3 separate regions of the Hordeum vulgare genome follow, and all the other regions are linked to region 2. Evidence: chromatin contacts called from public Hi-C data. All regions are on one chromosome and are shown on one strand. The core of a region is the stretch at or near the end of the contact, and the rest is flanking DNA. Distances in the headings are between cores, read along the strand shown. Region 1 holds the start of LOC123442816 (rhamnogalacturonan I rhamnosyltransferase 1-like). Region 2 holds the start of LOC123442815 (leucine-rich repeat receptor protein kinase HPCA1-like). Region 3 holds the start of LOC123442818 (RING finger and transmembrane domain-containing protein 2-like).

Evidence for each region. Hi-C and Micro-C count contacts between places; a contact is called where the count stands out from the background.
Region 1: a contact with region 2 is called in a Hi-C map of leaf, with 2.1 times the contacts expected there. The contact joins the promoter of LOC123442816 here to the promoter of LOC123442815 in region 2. A contact is called at or near these places in 2 of 6 Hi-C or Micro-C datasets (leaf and seedling).
Region 3: a Hi-C map of leaf shows a contact between it and region 2, with 10 times the contacts expected there. The contact joins the promoter of LOC123442818 here to the promoter of LOC123442815 in region 2. A contact is called at or near these places in 2 of 6 Hi-C or Micro-C datasets (leaf and seedling).

The regions. Positions count from the first base shown.
Region 1 is chr3H:35,351,192-35,353,891 of MorexV3_pseudomolecules_assembly, forward strand. It overlaps LOC123442816 (rhamnogalacturonan I rhamnosyltransferase 1-like), which reads right to left and starts at 1,362. Exons shown (of 8, transcript XM_045118964.1): 1 at 724-1,362. The coding sequence starts at 970.
Region 2 is chr3H:35,174,269-35,176,968 of MorexV3_pseudomolecules_assembly, forward strand. LOC123442815 (leucine-rich repeat receptor protein kinase HPCA1-like) reads right to left here and starts at 1,379. Exons shown (of 19, transcript XM_045118963.1): 1 at 1,290-1,379; 2 at 2-1,205. The coding sequence starts at 83.
Region 3 is chr3H:35,417,100-35,419,799 of MorexV3_pseudomolecules_assembly, forward strand. LOC123442818 (RING finger and transmembrane domain-containing protein 2-like) reads right to left here and starts at 1,438. Exons shown (of 8, transcript XM_045118966.1): 1 at 571-1,438; 2 at 269-345. The coding sequence starts at 1,000.

The sequences.
Region 1 (2,700 bases), core at 112-2,611, 180 kb after region 2:
AAAGGACTGAGACAACAAGATATGTCAAATGTCATTGTTGGTTAACTTTGTAATAAACGATGTAACCAGTGAGGCTGAATGCATCTATGATGCAGAGTTCAGGGATAATAAAGCTTCCATTATTTTAAAAAGATGCACCTCTGGAAGGAAGCTGCTTGAGTAAGCAGCAAAGGTCCACATCAAACCAGAGGCCAGAGCTAGCTCGACACGTCGAGCACCTTGCGGGTTTGATGTGCCGGTAATGTGATGTGTACAAATCAGCTCGGGGGATAGCATACGAGCAACATAGGAAATGAAGATTGAGGTATGAACACACATTCAGGTCCAGGTTCAGAGCAGCGTCTAGCAAGAAGCGACCGCAAATTCAGAACGTTTGCAGTTGCAGCCCCAATGCAACCTGCAGGTCCAGGTTCAGAGCAGCGTCTAGCAAGAAGCGACCACAAATTCAGAACGTTTGCAGTTGCAGCCCCAACGCAAACTAGAGATCCCAAGGTGGCAAAAAATTGGCCTCGGAATCGCCATTTCGAGCTTGCGATCGAGCCGAATCGCCGGGGAGAGACGGCGCCGTTGACCACCGAACTGCCGCGTTTGACTCGAGCTGCTCCGCCCAAATCCGGGAACCGCCAGCTCGCCCAGATCGCGCAAGCTAAATTCCACGGAATGGAAGGGGGGAGCTTGGGATGGGAGCAAGAGGGAGAGGAGGAAGAAGGAGAGAGCACTTACTCCTGGGCACGAGCGCCGGAGGGGAGAGCCGGGCGGCGACCCGGTCCTCGCCGGCGAGCGCGGCGAGGCCGGCCGAGGCGGCCCCGGACCCTGACCCTCCCCAGCAGTCGGCGAAGACCCTGGGGCGCCAGAGGCCAGTGATGGATGCCAGCTGCAGGACCGCCGTCCACATCACAGCGCTGGCCACCGCCCGCATGGCCCACCGCCACGCCCGCCTCCGCCGCGCCGCCGCCACAGCCACGACCATCTCTCCACCTCCTCCTCTACCGCAAGCACCGCTTCTTTCCACCGACCCCTACGGCCTTGGCTCCCTCGCGTCGCCTCCACCTAACCGCCACCTAGTACCACTGCTACCGCTACCACCAGCGGCACCAGCGGCGGGGAGGCGAAGGATTAGGGAGCGGGAGGCGACGGCGTTTATGGGAGAGGGGGATTAACTGCGCCGTCGGGAGCTAGTAGTAATAGCCTCCGTGATTAGTTTAGAACGGCAGCCATTAATAGTCGTTGCAATTGCAAAAAGCTTCGAGCTTTTCGCAGGAAGAAGAGATCGAGGAACGGAAATGGGACAGAGGGGCGGTAGGCAGGACGTTAGCATTTGGAGGATACTGCTGGAGGAGGGCTCTCCGCTCCGGTTGGTAGTGGACTAGTGAGTGCTAACCCCGAAACGCGGCAATTAACTTGATTTTTTTAGTTGATTATTCTCAATTTTTCTTCGGTTCCTTGGAAATGCTGAAATCTCCAAAATAAATAAGGACAAGTACAATAAGGTACAGTCAACAGGCTGTAAGGATTAAAATACTACTTCCTCCGTCTTAAAATAACTGTCTCAACTTTGTACTAGCTCTAGTATAAAATTGTACTAAGCTTAAGACACGTATTTTGGGACGAAGGGAGTATATTTCTCTTGAGTTGGATGAAATAGAAGAGGAGAGAGAAGTGAAGCGGGCTCTTCGTGAAGAGTCAGCTCTAGCACATGCTCCTAGGTGCTTTGTGAGAATGAAAGGTGTACCATATATGATAAAAGTAGTACTCTTTTATAGCTAACTATTGTACAAGCTAGCTATAAGATGGGCTATAAAACTGCTTATAGCGAGCTGTTGGCTATACTATTAACCATGCTCTAAGTACTCCCTCTATAAAAACAATATAAAAGTGTTTAGGTCACTACATTAGTGATCTAAATGCTCTTAGATAAGTACAAAATCGATCATTAATTTATTTTTGTTCTACTGAAATATATGGTGTTTGGATAAGTATTTTTCAAGATAAATTTGTGCATTTAATTTAGAAGTGGTTAATCTAAATATGCCTAAGATGCAACTTTGATCATCGATTCATAGTATTACAATACTCCTAGCAAAATGTATAGGTTCTAATAAATTACTATATATTGGTATTCCTTGATTATATGCAGGTACTCTTATTGATCAAATAACTTGTGTTCCACTAAAATATCTATGTTTTGCTAAAAAAATGTCTATGGGATGTAATAAAACTATGAGTTGGACTTGTGAAGATAAATTAGCCTATTTTAATTTAGAAGTGTCTAATATAAGATGCAACTTTGATCATTTATTCATACTACAATAATATTCCTAGTAAAATGTATAGCTTCTACTCCTAATAAATTACTCCCTCCGTCCAGAATAAGTGTTACAAATTTAATACTAAATTAATACAAATTTTGTACTAGATCAACGACATTTATTTTGAGATAGAAGGGTACTATTGGTATTTATTGATCATATGAAAGTACTGTTATTAAACACGGCAATTAATCAATTGATTATTTAAATATTTATTCATTTATTAAATCTGGCAAACAAATAATTGTTGTCAATCTTTCTTCGATTGCTTCCAAATGTTGGGGACCATCAAATACAAATCTGATTCATTAATTTGTGCTCGGCAATATATCTATAGAATATAACCAAAGTGCATGTTGGATAAAGTGCTTTTCAAGATAAGTTTGCCTAC
Region 2 (2,700 bases), core at 129-2,628:
CTGTCTTGCGCATTTGTGTCAGCCAGGACGACAGAAGCCTGCACAAGAATACCGAACAAGACGAGCCATGGAGAGAACTCCATGCTTGGACAGTTCCTGGAGGTCTCCCTGAAATGATTTTAGTCGCTCATCTGTTTGAAGGTCAGAATAGGCCAGTTGCTATATGAAGGTGACACCATTTGTCTATTCATGGTGAAATGGTCAAGGACATGAACCGTCACTCTCGGCTCGTCCAGCAAGTAATCAATCATACGCACTCCTTGGAGAAAAATCAGAGCAAAACAAAAATGCGAGAATAATAGATGTGGTCAACGGGCTCTGCCAGTTGCATTAGGAAAATGACAGGTATTTGCGTAGGTTTTTTTAGCCCTCAATTGAGTGGTTGGGGGGGTGCTACATTGCAATTGCATGAAGAAATCAGAAGATAAGGCTGAAGAGCATGCGCATTCAAGTATTTGACCCAGACAAAAGATGAAGAATGAGGACAAACTGTGGGTACATGCAAGGCTAGTGATGATTAGAATAATGGAGGAAACTTCCAATGTCGGAATTCCACAATAAGTTGCTTAGTTTCTTCTTTGATGCGTAACATTTTAGTTATTTATCCCCAACTTGAGCTCAACCTACCATGTCCATAAGCCAAGTCATACATGACACAATAGCAAGAACATGCCTCCTAATGGATTTCTAGTACAAGCACCTGTCTAAAAGGATAAACTACATCGGGAATTGTTTCTTAATTGTAAATGAATTAATTGGCCCGTCCAACTTACAGATTACTTTATTGACTTCTCCAAGTTGCAGATTATGCCAGCTATTCTCCCCAAATCATCTTCACTAATTGCTCCCCTAATTACCTTCCTACCTTTATAACAATGTGTCACCACCAACTTGATGCGCAGCCCCCGCCATCATCCGCCACCGGGTCTCCTTGCTCTGCTGCCGCCACCCTTTCGCCTTCTTCCCCGTGCACGGACATTGCTATAGCATCCACCAGCATTCCATCCTCATCGCCGCAGCCGTGTACCGTGTGTGGCTGTGCCGCACCGCCTCCCGTGGGAGCACCACCGTCAGCTTCAACTTTTGGCTGCCTCAGCTGCTGAAAATTGCCTCACGGCACAGCGATCTGTCACCGACCATTCTGCTGGCTTGTTTGCTCGTAGGTGTGACATGCACACGCTCTTCTTATATGCCAATAAGGGCATCTGCAAAGAGGATCACCAAGCAGACCTCATCAGATGTCCGCGGACACGTCCGTCGGAGCGGCGGCCGTACAACACTATATTTACCTCAAAAGATCCCTATTTGTCCGGCCCAATGGTCCAAGCATTTCACCGAACAGGTTGTGTGCGCCACAACGACGCGCACGCCGGCGTCGACCCAAGGCGATGCCGGCGTCGACCCAAGGCGATGCCGGCTCAGCGCGGCTCCGAAGCAGCACGCACGTGGTCAAGCGCTCACACGCACGCATCACGCAGCCGTCCGTGTCCGTGGACACCGCGCACACAGCACGCGGCTGGACGAGCTCCGCACGCGTGCGCCGCGGCCAGGAGAGCTCCGGGATCCTCGTGTGCGGGGCTTCGGTGCTTGCGTCCGTGGGCCGTGGCCTCTGCGGAGAGCGAGCTCGAGCCGCGCGTGGTGCAGTGCTCGCCGCCCGCGTCGAGGGAAGGGAGGACATGGCGGAGCGGAGCGGGGCTGCTGCGTGCTGGTTCCCGAAGGCTGCATCGACAGGACAGAGATCAGGTTGCATGTCACCGTCTGCCTTTCGGTCTAAATTTAAATTTAAACATTAAAAAAAAATCATGCATGTTCACAGCATATATTAAGATAACCCTTACAAAATTCAGATCAAAATCCGAAAAATACATTGGAAAAAAAAAACTCAGACGTGAATAGTCTACAGAGAATCATTCGCGAACTATTCATGACAGATTTCTCTTTTTTGTTTCTCGATGTATGTTTCGAATTTTGATCTAAATTTTTTAAGAGTTATCTTAATATGTGATGTGAACATGCATGATTTTTTTCAGATTTTTTCGCAATGTCTAAATTTGAATTTAGGCCTCAAGGCACACGGTGACGTGCAAATGTGCATGTCATCCGATCTCTGTCCGCATCGACAAGGGAGGATGAGCGGAGCAGATTTGGCAGCGTGGGCAGGAGCAGAGACATTTCTAACGGAACCGGCACGGCAAATGATCCGCCGTCAACGTGTGCGTCGCGATTCGTGCGGGGACCCATGAATTATTATCCGTTCCTGGATCCAAGGGACTTATTTTAGTCTGACTAAATAGGGACCAAAACTAGTTTTGAGACTAAAAAAATTTAGTCAGGGGTGTCCCTACTAAAATATGGATTAGTCCTCTCTCTCCTCATTTAACTCCTCTCCTTTTAACACAGACGAGTTCTGGATTGTAGGGTTTGGAGGATAATAAATGCTCATTAACTTGATTTTAGTCTCTTTAGTATTTGGATCCAAGCATGGATAAGGCTAGCAAATTTTAGTTCCACTACTTTTAGTCATGGGACTAAAACGTATCCAAGCACCCTCCAAACCGATAGGATATACGGCGCTGGAACCACATGCATTTTCTTTCCATCCTGATCTATTATTAAATTCACTAAAAGTATAAGGGGCTGCTATGTGTTCATTGGCTGTCGTCCGATCATGTATGATCGAGTGGCCGAATGGCGTTCTTC
Region 3 (2,700 bases), core at 188-2,687, 240 kb after region 2:
CTTGTTAATTTATAAAGTGCTCAATGGAACAATAATGTTACCATGTAAGCACGTAAAAAAAAATCACCATCACATTTGTTCAATGATTTTCTGAACTTGAACATTTTAACTAGATCAATATAACACTAAGCGACATGATCGCATACAATGAATTGGACTTATTTCATTAATTGATACTCTTTGGTCCTTAGTTTTGACACACCAAGCTAGTCCGGGTAAACTACACCAGACCCAAAAAAAAACATTAACAAAAGGGGCACAAAGCTACCTTGAGAGCAGTCTGCTTGCGCAAGATGTCATTGGACTTGAACATGACGGCCGCAATCCAGATGGTCACAAAGAAACCTGCATGAAAAAAAAAGAATCCAAATCAGTCCATGGTTTCTCAGTGATTCTGACAATCACGAACAGCGAATGCAACCATAAATCCCATTTTGGCAACATAAACGAATGCAGCCATCTATGCACCAAACAGAAACAGAGGACAAGATATGAATTTTGCACTGGTGGACCATGAAAAGAAAGAGAGAGAGAGAGAGAGGGGGGGGGGGGGGGGGGGGGAACGACGACCTTGCAGGTGCTGTCTGATGAAGACGACGAGCAGCAGGAGGGAGAATGGGAGTATCTGCTCCACCCACCTGGCCACCTGCTGTACGTCGTACCTCTGGTATGATGATGATGAGGAGGAGGGGTCGGCCGGCGCGGGGGGCGCGGAGGATCCCGCGGCGTCGTCCCCCTCCTCCTGCACGTCCCCGTCGGTCGGCGCCGGGCCGACGATCCGGATGGACACCTCGCCTGCCCCGGCGGGCGGGCGGTGCGGGCCGGGCTCGGCGCGGAGGATGCCCGAGTACTCGAGCAGCGCGGACAGCGGCGCCTGGATGAAGCTGGAGGCCGAGAAATGCACGCCGTAGCGCCTCGACGGCACGGCCGCGGGTGCCTGCGGCTGTGGCTGCGTCCGCGGCGACGCCGGCGGCGTCGTCGTCGTCGGCGCGTCCATCATCGGGGCGCCGGGCCGCGATGGCGGCTTCCAGAGGCGCCTGCGGCGGAGGAGCGCGGGCGGGTCCGCGGCCTCGCAGGGCTGGGGAGGCGGCGGGGGCGGGGGCGCGCGGAGGAGGCAGGCGGCGAGGCGGTGGAGGGGGCTGGTGGTGGTGGTGGGCGTCGGTTGGTTGTCGCGGTCGCGAGGAATTGCTGCAGGCTTTTGGTTCGGGGGAGGGATATTTTCCTCTGCCCCGTACGCCACGCCTTTCCGATCCTTCTCCTCTTCTCTCTTTTTTCCTTTGTTCTCTCGCTTCGCTTCGCTTCTTCTCTTGACTTCTATCGGGGATGGATGGGGATACGCCGTCTGCCTAATTAAGATTAAGGTGCATAATCTGTCGGCGTCGCTACTAGGAGTACTATACAAGTAAGAAGGAGGAAGGAGGGAGGGTTGGTTGTGCGGGTCTTTTCTTGCCCGTACCACCGCTGGGTCAGCTCAGGCATTGAGCACAAAATAGTCGCTCGGTGGTTCATACTCTTACCGTGAATTGATTTCTCGCAGTATTATGTTTGTCATGATTCATACTCTTTGATAAACTTTTATAATACGTGCTACTTTCACCGTTCCTAAATATAAGTCTTTCTAGAGGTTTCACTAATGAACTACATACGGATGTATATAGATATATTTTAGAGTATAGATTCACTCATTTTGCTTCGTATGTAGACATCTAATAAAACATTTTAAAAGATTTATATTTAGGTAAGGAGGGAGTAGATCCGAGTCACTTTTGTAGAAAAATAATAAGAACAAGATCTAGCAGCAGCAGTAGCTCCCATGTCGAACCAATGGAGGGAGTGACTCGTCAGTCCATCTATAAACAAACCAAGCCCAATACACCATGCCGGAAACGCATGTTTTTTTTCCTTGTGGGGGAACCGGAAACACAAGTTTAACAACCTGATTATTTAGTACGCTATCTTTCTAAGACTAGTTCAGTTTAGTAGCTTTGTCTCACATACTCCCTATACTCCCTGTAATGCATATTTTGTCTTTTAATATTAAAAATGTCCATGTTTCCAGGTTTAAATAAATAAATAAATCGACATCAACAATGCATATTTAGTATCACTAGATCTATCTCGTCATGAAGTGTACTCTTGTAATTTATTTATTTTGTATTTAAGATGGCGGTAGTTTGTTTTATAAACTTGAACAAACGTAAACATGTTCGACTTTGAAAATAAAATAAAGTATGCACTAATTTGCGGCATGGGGGGATTGCTATATAGTAACAGTACAATAATTCACGAGAGTCCTTGATGGATGAAAGAGTTGTGTGGCTAGCCAAGCCCAAGCTCATGGCCAGAATGTGGTTGATCAGATGTGGAACATGGATATGGATACGATTAAGCCCCTGTTCGGCTCCTCTCCGCTCTGCAACCGCAGCTCCTGGAGCGAAGGGAGCGGCAACACAATTTTAAGGAGTCGTTCAGATCTAGCTCCTCACGTGGAGCGGAGTTTCAGGATTGGAGAGGTTCCGAACGCGTCCTAAGTAATGTTAAAGAAAAAAGTGGAAAGGAGATAAGAAGTCGTCGTCAATCATTGGACAGCCCCCCCTATGTCATAGGGTTTCCAATCATTTTCTAAAAAGGAAAAATGAAGACAGAAATGATTATTTGAGTTTTGACAGGGTGTGTGGATAGAGACTTGGCTGTCGTAAA